Linked DNA regions of Mus musculus: region 2 is linked to region 1. Evidence: chromatin contacts called from public Hi-C data. All regions are on one chromosome and are shown on one strand. Each heading gives the region's core, a stretch centred on a gene start, on an enhancer-like site or on the middle of the called end of the contact. The rest is flanking DNA. Distances are from core to core; before and after follow the strand shown. Region 1 holds the start of Col6a2 (collagen, type VI, alpha 2). Region 2 overlaps Pcbp3 (poly(rC) binding protein 3).

Region 1 (4,969 bases), core at 1,797-4,296:
TAAATACCATGCTCTTAAAATAACCAACAAGTAAAAAAAAAAATACAAGAGAGGCCCATTGGACACGCAAACTTTATATGCCCCAGTACAGGGGAACACCAGGGCCAAAAAGGGGGAGTGGGGGTGGGTGGGTATGGGGGACTTTTGGTATAGCATTGGAAATGTAAATGAGCTAAATACCTAATAAAAAATGGAAAAAAAATACAAGGGAAGTAAGAAAACACTTGAAACGAATAAAAATTAATAAGACATTTCTAAAACATAGCAGAATCATTTCTAAGAGGAGAAGCTCACAGCTGTAACAGCTTACACCAAACCCCCCCCCCCCAAAAAGAGCTCAGATCAGTAACCTAGTGTACAATTGAAGGGACTAGAAAAGGCACAACAGATGCATCCATGCCTGTCAGAGAATAATAGAGATGAAGAAAGGACACACAAGACACAAACTAGAAAAAAAATGGAGAAAGTCTATGAAATGAAACCCCATAAATAGAAAACATAAATATTTGCCTAGATCAACAAAAACTTTTTCGAAGAAAACTCAAATTAATTACAGGTGAAAGTTGAAACCTAATAGCCAGTTTGATACACCTATTTAATATTAAAAACAATTGCAGCACAGGATTGGGGGTGTGGCTCAGTGGTACAGCATTTGCCTAACATGTGCAAGTAAGTTGAAACTTGTCTTAGGTTTGAATCTGGGTGCTTGAGTGTGCATGTACGCACGCGCGCACACACACACACACCATGAAACCAACCAATTAGAAAATGACAAGCATTGGGGATATAAAGGAATTTGGGACCCTGAGTACAGCTGATGAGAATGTAAGCACATTGGTGTCAGAACCCTGGAGGTGTCTCCAAAGATTATAAACAGAACTGCCAAATAATATAACTCCTCCATTTCTGGGTACATCTTTATTTATTCAAAGAATATATATGCATATATATACACACATACACACATATATATGTATGTATACACACACACATATATATGTATGTATACACACACATATATATGTATATATGTATATATGTATATATGTGTGTGTGTGCGCACGCGCGCGCACACACACACACACACACACACACACCCCTTTCCCTCCTCTCCAGGGTCTCACCACATAGCTAAGTAGAACAAACCTCAAGCATTGCACACCACAATGGGTAGATTAGCAGAGAGCCAGAGAGTAGATGGCATGCGTTCTGTCCAGCTTCTCTGGTGGGTAACGGGCAATGAGTGGAACCTGGGCCCCTCAGAACAGAACTCCCCACTCCTTATGCCAGTTCCCTGCCGTGTGGACTAGGAAGCTGCCCCTTGTCTATCTGGCATTTGTGTCTTGGATCTCCAGTGGGCACTCATGGAGATGCTGCCCATAGTTTGGACCAGCCAGTACTGAGGGCAGAGGCTGGGTTCCTAGGTTTGCTCATGTGCAGTACCCCTAGGTTTGCTCATGTGCAGTGGGGGTTCTAGACTCTCAGATTTCATGAATGGACAAAAGAGACACAACGAGGCTGGCTGGATTCTGAGAGTCATATCAAAGAACCTCCGATGCCCGTAGCTTCCCATGCCCTGCCGAGAGACCTCCTTAGAGGCCTCTCTAAAGAAGAGCTCACTGGATTTGCTGGCAAATCACTGCTGGACAGGAAGGAACCCACCCTCCAGCACACAAACTGCCCAAGTGGCAGTAGTCTTGACTACTTCTTCCAAGGTCTGTGCTGGCTCCCCAACACCATTTCACTGGGAAACGCACTGTTCCCAAGACTGAAGCACAGCTTTCAGAATGGATGCTCTAAACCCCTATGTTCAACCCCTCCCAATTGGTATCACCTGTTCCCTGGGACCCTAGGTCCAAGCCCAGTCTCTGGCCCCACCTTTTCTCTCTAAGGGATCCCAGACACCTGTGTAACCTCCAGTTTCTGTGAGATGAAGCTGCAAATGCCCTGTTTCTTTTTTTCCTTTGCTATGTGTGTGCTAGCCTCAAGAGCCAGAACTATTTAACTGGGGGAAGGGGAGGAACCCAGCAACTTAATCTGGACCTTAAATGTTCCTTGTTGGTACCTTGTCCCTCTATGGCACTTGGCTCCATGTCCTCAGATGAGTATGGAGATACCCCCAGAATACCCAGGCTTCACGAGGGGGCTGTGTTGCTGTCTATAGGAGAGGTGTCTCTGAGGTTGCCCACTGGAGTCCCCAAGGGACTGGAGTGCCCAAGGGAGTCTCAGGGCTAGGATAGAGCCAAGAGTGACAGACTTTATTATTCCTGGGTCCACCCTCATCTTTATGATTCCTGCCTGGTCTCTCCTTAAGCACAGTGGGAGTACCTCGAGATGGCGAGGTGTCCCCTTGAGAGCACCTGGCTAGCCCACTGCTGGGACCTGAGACTCCCTTCTCTGCCTCCCGCAGAGTACCCTTGAAGTCCATCTGAGGAACTAGTTCAAGTGGCTCTGTTACCTTCCTTCCCCATGAAGACTACCCTTCTTCCTTAGGGCCTACGGAGAGGCTAACAACGGACTGTGTGCAGGTTCAAGTCACAGCGTATTTTCCCATTGAGGCAATTTAGGTTCCTTAACCCTTGGGAGACAACTCAGACCTGCTAGCAATGGCCATGGGTCTGACCAGATGTGAGACACTCTGAGGACTGGGGAAGGAGCAGGGATCTGGTCTGTCAGTGGTGAGCAGAAAGCTGTGGAGTCTAGAATAAGAAGCCTGCACCCCAACCAGGCTCTGTCGAACAGAGGCCTAGGGGCCACCTGGAGACTAGAACCTGGGGCAGGACCTTCGGTTTGGGTAGAACTGTGCTCACCTTAGACCCCTGAGGTGCAGCCCCCGAATCCTGTTCCCCCTTTTCCCGCGTGTCCCAGCTGGACACCATGCGAAGAAGCTTACCTGGCTTGGAGAAGATGCCTGGGTACTTCCCGAGGACAGCCCGGGTCCTGACGGCCCGAGGTGCGGGCGCCGAGTGGGTAGGAGGGAGGGGACCCAGGCGCGGCCCGGGACTGAACGGGAGGGGACCAAGCCAGGGGCCTCCCACTTTAACTCTGTCCCGGGCGGGCGGATGCCTGGAAAACTCGACCGCTGGGGGGCGCTGCGGCCCCGCGGATGGGCGGGGTCAGCGGGTGGGGCTGCTGGACGGACTAAGATGAAGCTGGGGAATGAGCTGGGGGAGGGGAGGAAAGGAAGGCGAGGGGAGGGAGTGGCCAGGACACGCAGCAGGGTTGGAGCTGGACCATCTCTGTGCTGTAGTGCCTGGTGACTTTTTTATTTTTCCTTGCAAGCCTCTGGACTCCTAGGTCTCCCAGACCTTTGCTCAAGCTCCCTCCTCCTCTACGTAAAGGAAGGAGCCCCCCCCCCCCCCCCCCGTAGAAGCTATTCTTATCCTGTTGGGCCAGGGCTCCCTCCCCCGCTCCCCCCACCCCCAGTATTCTGACTGAAGTTGGGCGGGATGTGGGGTTGAACTTCAAAGTGCAGTGAAGGGATGCAAAGAACGTATGTCTTTGGGGTTCAGCGGGCCCTGAATTGGTATTGAGGCTCCTGGAAGTTGATAGGGCCCTGAAGAGGCAAGAGGACCAGGCATAGATGTAGGAGCCCTGGCATTGGTATATAACCCTTTCCTCCAAGAATCCCAGAGGTCGGCTTTGAGTGGGGTCTGCTCACATCGCTGGCAGGGTGCATAAGCTATGGCTAGGGCCTTAACTTTCTAGCCTGGAGTAGGACTGGCTCTGAGAAGTACAGGCAGGGATAGGGAAGGGGCTCAATTCGGGGCAGTTCTCAAGGGTGCAGGGTAGTGGGGGTGATGAGGCTTGTTTCTCATACAGCTGAGTAAATCTCTGATCTAGCCCCTGACTTCCAGTCCCACTCTGTGTTCTCCCCCTACCCCCTCCTGTCCAGGGAGGAACTACTTTTGGTAAGCCCATATTGCTGGAGGTCCTTGTCTTTAGGACCTTCCTGCCTCTGCCCATTGAAGCTTTGTCATCTCTTTCTTCTGATGTCTCACACCTGAGAAGTTGGCTCAAGGCACCTTCCACAGTGTCTTGGATCCTTGTGCCTAAGTAGTAATGGAGGACCAGTGTTTCTTCTAAGGAATAGGAAAATGCCATTAAGGTGACCTCTTGGGAGCTGAAAGCTGTCCCTACAGGTCCCAGCCTGAGAGATATCAGCCTGTACCACTTACCACTTGCAGTCCCTAGGACCTGGAGCCCTGACCTGACTATTAGCAATGCAGCATCAGTACCAGCCTTTCATGGGCAGTGCCAGCTATTGCTGTGTGCCGTGCTCTGTGCTGGAGGTCTTTTGAGAGGGTAGGGAGGGACTAGAGCCAGAGGTGTAAGTATGCATGAGTGTCTTATGTATGGTATTTGCATCTCTCTCTCTCTCCCTCCCCCTCTCTTTGTCTCTCTATCTCTCTCTGTTTCTCCCTCTGTTTCTCCTTCTCTGTATCTTTCTCATCTCTCTGTCTCTATCTCTTTGTTTCTGCATCTCTCTGTCTCTCTATCTCTATGCCTCTCTCTATCACTGACTCTGTCTTTTTCTCTCCGTTTCTTTGTCTCTCTGTCTCTATCTCTGTCTGTCTGTCTGTCTGTCTGTCTGTCTGTCTCTGTCTCTGTGTGTGTGTGTGTGTGTGTTTGTGTGTGTGTGCGCGCGCTCCTGAAAGAGAGCATCTGTCTGTGTCACGGTGTGTCTGTGTGTGACAGCTGCATTGGTGCCCATGAGCAAGAGGCTCAGGCTTGTGCTCCAGCCATGGAAGACCGCAGCTGACCTGGCCATGCCTCAGCTTTTGTATTCTTCCTGTCTTGGCTGCTCTCCAGCAAAAGGACGCTGACAGATCCCAAGATCTGAATCTTTCGAGGGATTAGTTCTCCAAGACAATTTAGGAGTGACAAGGCTGAAGTTTCCCCACCAGCTCCTCACAGGGGTTTGTCTCACCAGAGGCTCCAATACCTGTGGCTACCAGCTCTGTGTCTT
Region 2 (4,969 bases), core at 868-3,367, 210 kb after region 1:
TTAGGACTCCTGTCTCCCTGTAAATGAGCTTACTGTTCATAAGTTCAGCTTCTGTCTTTATATATAGTATACCAATACGGCTTGGTGCCATCAGAGGCTTCTGTCAAGCTGTGTGTTCAAGAGCTTTCTAGAGAGGGGCTCTAGAGGCAGAGAAGGGAGCCAGAACTCCTCTAAGGAGTCAGCACGCATGATACTTAGGCCTGCAGGGCCCAGATGTGCAGCCCGGGGTGTGCATCTGCTCAGATGCTGCTGTGCTGCGGCTATGGGTGTGACGGAGTGGTCACTGTCTCAGCACAGACCTCATCTAAATCAGGATACAGGTCATAGGACCTCCGTGGGGGCCCTGGAAACATCAGGTGAAGGTAGCCTCCTGTTGCCCAGGGCTCAGGATGGTACCTGCAGCTACTGGCTCACATTCTTTGAGAAAATCTCTTGAAACACTGGGGTCCAAAGATGCGGGCAGGGCACTGGGCTGTGGCTGTAAGGTTGGCAGGCAAGAGCTAAAGCTGTTGCCAGTTACCATAACCTGGTGAAACAGGGTCTGGACCACCACCTTCCAGTTTGCAGAAAGTTAAAGCAGGCTTCCCCTTTGTTATGTGTGGCAAACAGAGCAGCTTCTAGGACAGGCAGGAGGGTGAATTTCACACTGCAAAGGCCTAGGGCATCTGAGCTGGCAGAGAGGGTCATCAGCAGGCACCAAAGCAACAAGAATTTTCTGGAGTTTCTTTTCGTACATGGGTTTTTAGTGAGGAAGCACTGTAAGACGCACATGTAGCTTCAGGTGGCCTGGCTGCTTACTATGAATGTCTAGCAAACTATCTGATGCTTTCAGCATGCCAGGTTTGACTGTATACTGCAAAAAGCCCAGAGATAATCTCAAGTGTGGAGGAAATGTGGACAGGCTGGTGAGAAAGGGGCTCACGGGGCGAGAGCTATGGTAGGAAGGTCATGGCTGGCCAGAAGCTGAGGTGGTAAATTAGGCACAACTCACAAGCTCTGAGCAAAGATATGTGTGGCCTTCTTTCTCCCTAGGAACCCCGAAATGTTTTCCATCTCAGAATAGAATATGAAGATCCACAACCTCATCCCATGTCCCCTTGCCCCAGAGTCTACCCACAGGCTGGAAGAAAAGGTGGGGCCAAATAAGCACAGGCAGCCATATTCCTTGGATCTGCCTACCACGCATGGCACATTTGGAATCAACACAACTTGGCCATACAGTCTAATGATGAAGCCCTTCCCATCCCAGTTCACGGAGGGGCTCTTCCATTATAAGGGAACCAGCAACCAGCTGGCTTTACCCACTACCTCTGGATTTTCCCAGCCATGCCTGGGTGGGAGTCTCAACAGGACGAGATGCTCAGGGAGTAGAAGTGCTTGTGTGGTTATGGGGGTACCTGCTGGCAGTAATGAGTCCTGAGGGGACTCAGAAAAGGGCAGCAAGCACAGGGCTGCAGACCCCAGCATGTGTGAGACCAGGGACCAATGATGAGCCTGGGCCATGTGGCCATGAGGGTCTTTGTGAGCCAGCCTTGGTAGGAGAATTTCAAGAGCTGCGTCCTATGAGCTATGAATAATGACTGGTCCTTTTACAACAGACGATGATTTCCAGCAGAAGCCATCCAAGGAACGAACTTTAACTGAGCAAACTTTCCTCTTGCTTACTCCAGGGACGAGGTCTAGCTTAGAGCGCAGCAAAGAGAGGAGGAAGCCTGTTCAGGGACACAACTAACGAAGCACACACTGAAGAAGCAATTCTACCTCAGAAACATGAAAAACTCAAGCCGGCAGAGATGTAGCTTCAGGCATGCTAGCTCTGACCATGAGCTGATGGATGAAATATACTAAGGGCTCTCTACACAGCTCACAGCCGTAGGCCCGATCTGTGCCCTGCACGTGAGGGTGCTAACCCCAGATGCAGCCCCAGCCTCCCCAAAGAAGGCTGGCTACTGTAGTCTGGGTGCTGTGGTCAGCAGGACTTCCATACTTAACAACTCCAGAAACACATGCTCATAACCCTTGCTGATGAAGCGCAAACTATAAAAATACCAGGAGTCATTGCGTATGTGGAATCAGTGCCACTAGGTGGCAGCAGAGCACCATGGCCTGCTCACGCACAGCAATCTCCCTTTCCTCAAAGTCAAAACTATGCCCTGGGCTTTGGCTACAGCCCAGCACTGAGCCCTCACAGCACCTGCCTCTATAATTCTAATGTGAACAGGAATCACCCACATTCCCATACTTTATCGCCCACAGCTATTTCTAGCTCCCAGGGCAGAAGTGAACCACGCTACAGAACTGAAACTGTTTCCTTCCAGGCTAGTCTAGAAAGTGTGTGCTGGCCTAATTCATCTCAACAAGGTGTCACAGTGTTTGCGTGACTTCAGTCAGTGCCCATGGCCTGTTACCACTTTCCCGGATCAATGACGCCTTTCTGTGACACCATTCACTTTCACTGTAGGCAGCACCAAGGCCCAGTCTTGCTATTTGGGTGGGGGTGGGGTTCCAAAGCATCAAAGACCGAAGTGGCAAAATGGAATGTGGAATAGTGGGTACAGTTTTCTGATAGTCAGCCCTGCCTGGGTCAGCAGGGTATGTTGTCCCTGTGGCCGTGGTACCCTCAAGGCTTAGACATTTATGACAATGACTGCTGGAAATGTATGGTTCAGGCTGTAGGTCCAAGATGCTTGCTGAGCAAAGCCCACAATTGAAAGGGGAACTGAGAGGGATTCTGGGTTCCATGGAAGAAGATCTTACAATGTGTAAGGAACATTCTCTCAGTCCTTGCCTAAAGGGGCCTAAAGCAGAAAGCAGAAAGCAGTCAATGTTGGTCTGCAGCGACTGCTAGACGCCCATTTCAGGGGACCTAAACACGATCATGAACCCCAACTGATGTGACCAGTGGAACTCTTGCCCCAGGCTGCTTCACAAGGCCATGGTGCTGTCATGTAACAGCTGGACATTTCCACCCACAAATAATCATAACACTGGGGTGGAGACACTTGCCAGGCACCAGAACCACGCACTTTGGTTTCTTCCTTGGTCTTGGACAGGAAAGGTCAGGTAGGATCTCTGAGGACCACACCCACTCCAGACAAATAGCCCCTGGAAGAACCGCAGCGTCAGCCTGCCGTTGGGGACTTAAAGTCACAGAGACAAGGGAACTTAACCCCTTGACAAGCCCACGCTATTTCTACTGTAAATGGATGGACAGGTCAATGACACACCCATCCACCCAGCCAACATCCAAGTGCCGGTGCCATTGGAAGCACTGAGCCAGATGCAGTCTCTGCTGTGTCAGTACGGGTGAGAAAGTGCATGCATGGGTCAGCCTCTTGGCCTCACCAGTGAACAACATCCAGAACAGTCTCTCTTCGTGGGAAAACTAACAAAATCATGGCCTCCCTCGGAGATAAGGGAGCCCTCCTTGCTGTCCCAGTACAGTGTTCAGGAAATATGATTGCTTTTGTTAATTTTGTTGTTGTTGTTTGTTTTTTGTTTTTTTTTTTTTTCCGAGACAGGGTTTCTCTGTGTAGCCCAGGCTGTCCTGGAACTCACTTTGTAGACCAGGCTGTCCTTGAACTCAGAAATCTGCCTGCCTCTGCCTCCCAAGTGCTGGGATTAATGGTGTGTACCACCACTGCCCAGCTGCTTTTGTTAATTTCTGATAGACTCCCCCGTCTCTTTTTCTCCTCCCTCCCTCCCTCCCTCCCTCCCTCCCTCCCTCCCTCCCTCCCTCCCTCCCTCCCTCTCTTCCTTTCTGAGACAGATTTTCTCTGTGTAGTTCTGGCTCCCCAGGAACTCGCTCTGTAGAGCAGGCTAGCTTCAAACTCAGAGATCCACCTGCCACTGCCTCCTGAGTGCTGAGATTAAAGTTGTGCGCCACCACCACTCGCTGTCTTTAACAGACTTTCAAAGATTAGTTTTGGCCTCACAAGAGACTGGTACCCATGTATCCTCTTATACACTCACAGCCCCTCCATTATCAACACCTCCCACCAGAGGACCCTTGCTATCACCAACTATGATATATCGTTCCCTTTGGAAATACATTCTCCATCAGGATTTATGCCTGTTGTATATTATTCAACTTCGGGAGAAGGTATAATGATGTGTACCCACGATTGCAGTACCACATAGACTAATTTCACGGCACTAAAAACATCTCCGTAATCTGCGCACGCATCCTTCCCAACCTCAACCTCTTGGCAATCACTCACATTTGTTCTGTGTCTGTAGCTGTGCTTTTTCTAAAACAGCACGCGGTTGGATCATACAGTTCTTGGCATATTCTTTCACTCGGTACTAAGTATGATTTCTTCATGTCTTTGAATGATTGGCAGCTCAGTTCTCTCTAACACTGAAAAACGAACCATATCGTCTGAATGTACCATAGTTCCCTATGGCTTCACTCATTGAATTCACTCTTGTTGCATTTACACTTTTGGCCGTTATGAGTGAGGCTGCTGCACATCCATGTACAGACTTCTGGACGGGCATAGCTTAGCTCATGTGCAGACTTCTGGATGGGCATACCTTAGCTCATGTACAGATTTCTGGACGGGCATAACTTAGCTCATGTACAGACTTCTGGACGGGCATAGCTTAGCTCATGTACAGACTTCTAGACGGGCATAACTTAGCTCATTTGGGTTGATATCCAGGAGCCTAATGGTAGCGTTGTAAAATACAATTGCCATTTGCAAGAAACTCTTCTTCATAAGTGACAAATAATAAAGTCTTCCTTCATAAATGACTATGAAATTTTGTTTCTCACTGTGGAGAACAGAGGAAGGGAGACAGGAAGAAGGATGGGGAAGGAGAGAGAGAGGAAGAGAGAATGAATGAATGAATGAATGAATGAATGAATGAATATGAATTCTCAGTGCTCCATACTTCTGCCAATGTGTGATATTGTCAATGTTATGTACTTTGGCTATTCTGGTAGCTGTGTAGTGATATCTCATTT

What was found. A called contact is a pair of places that touch in the nucleus more often than the background predicts.
Region 2: a contact with region 1 is called in a Hi-C map of cerebellum, with 2.0 times the contacts expected there. The contact joins the enhancer-like site here to the promoter of Col6a2 in region 1. A contact is called at or near these places in 5 of 484 Hi-C or Micro-C datasets (the HL-1 cell line, adipose-derived mesenchymal stem cells, cerebellar granule neurons and 2 more).

What each region holds. Positions count from the first base shown.
Region 1 is chr10:76,620,358-76,625,326 of GRCm38.p6, forward strand. Col6a2 (collagen, type VI, alpha 2) reads right to left here and starts at 3,047. Exons shown (of 28, transcript NM_146007.2): 1 at 2,894-3,047.
Region 2 is chr10:76,833,789-76,838,757 of GRCm38.p6, forward strand. The region is part of intron 2 of Pcbp3 (poly(rC) binding protein 3); the gene reads right to left. Among named protein-coding and RNA genes, the nearest start is that of Col6a1, 110 kb to the left of the region's middle. Within about 2 kb of position 2,118, at least 20 of the 459 cell types and tissues checked have an H3K27ac peak or open chromatin away from gene starts, as enhancers often do. A contact at or near this core is called in cerebellum, where this site is marked.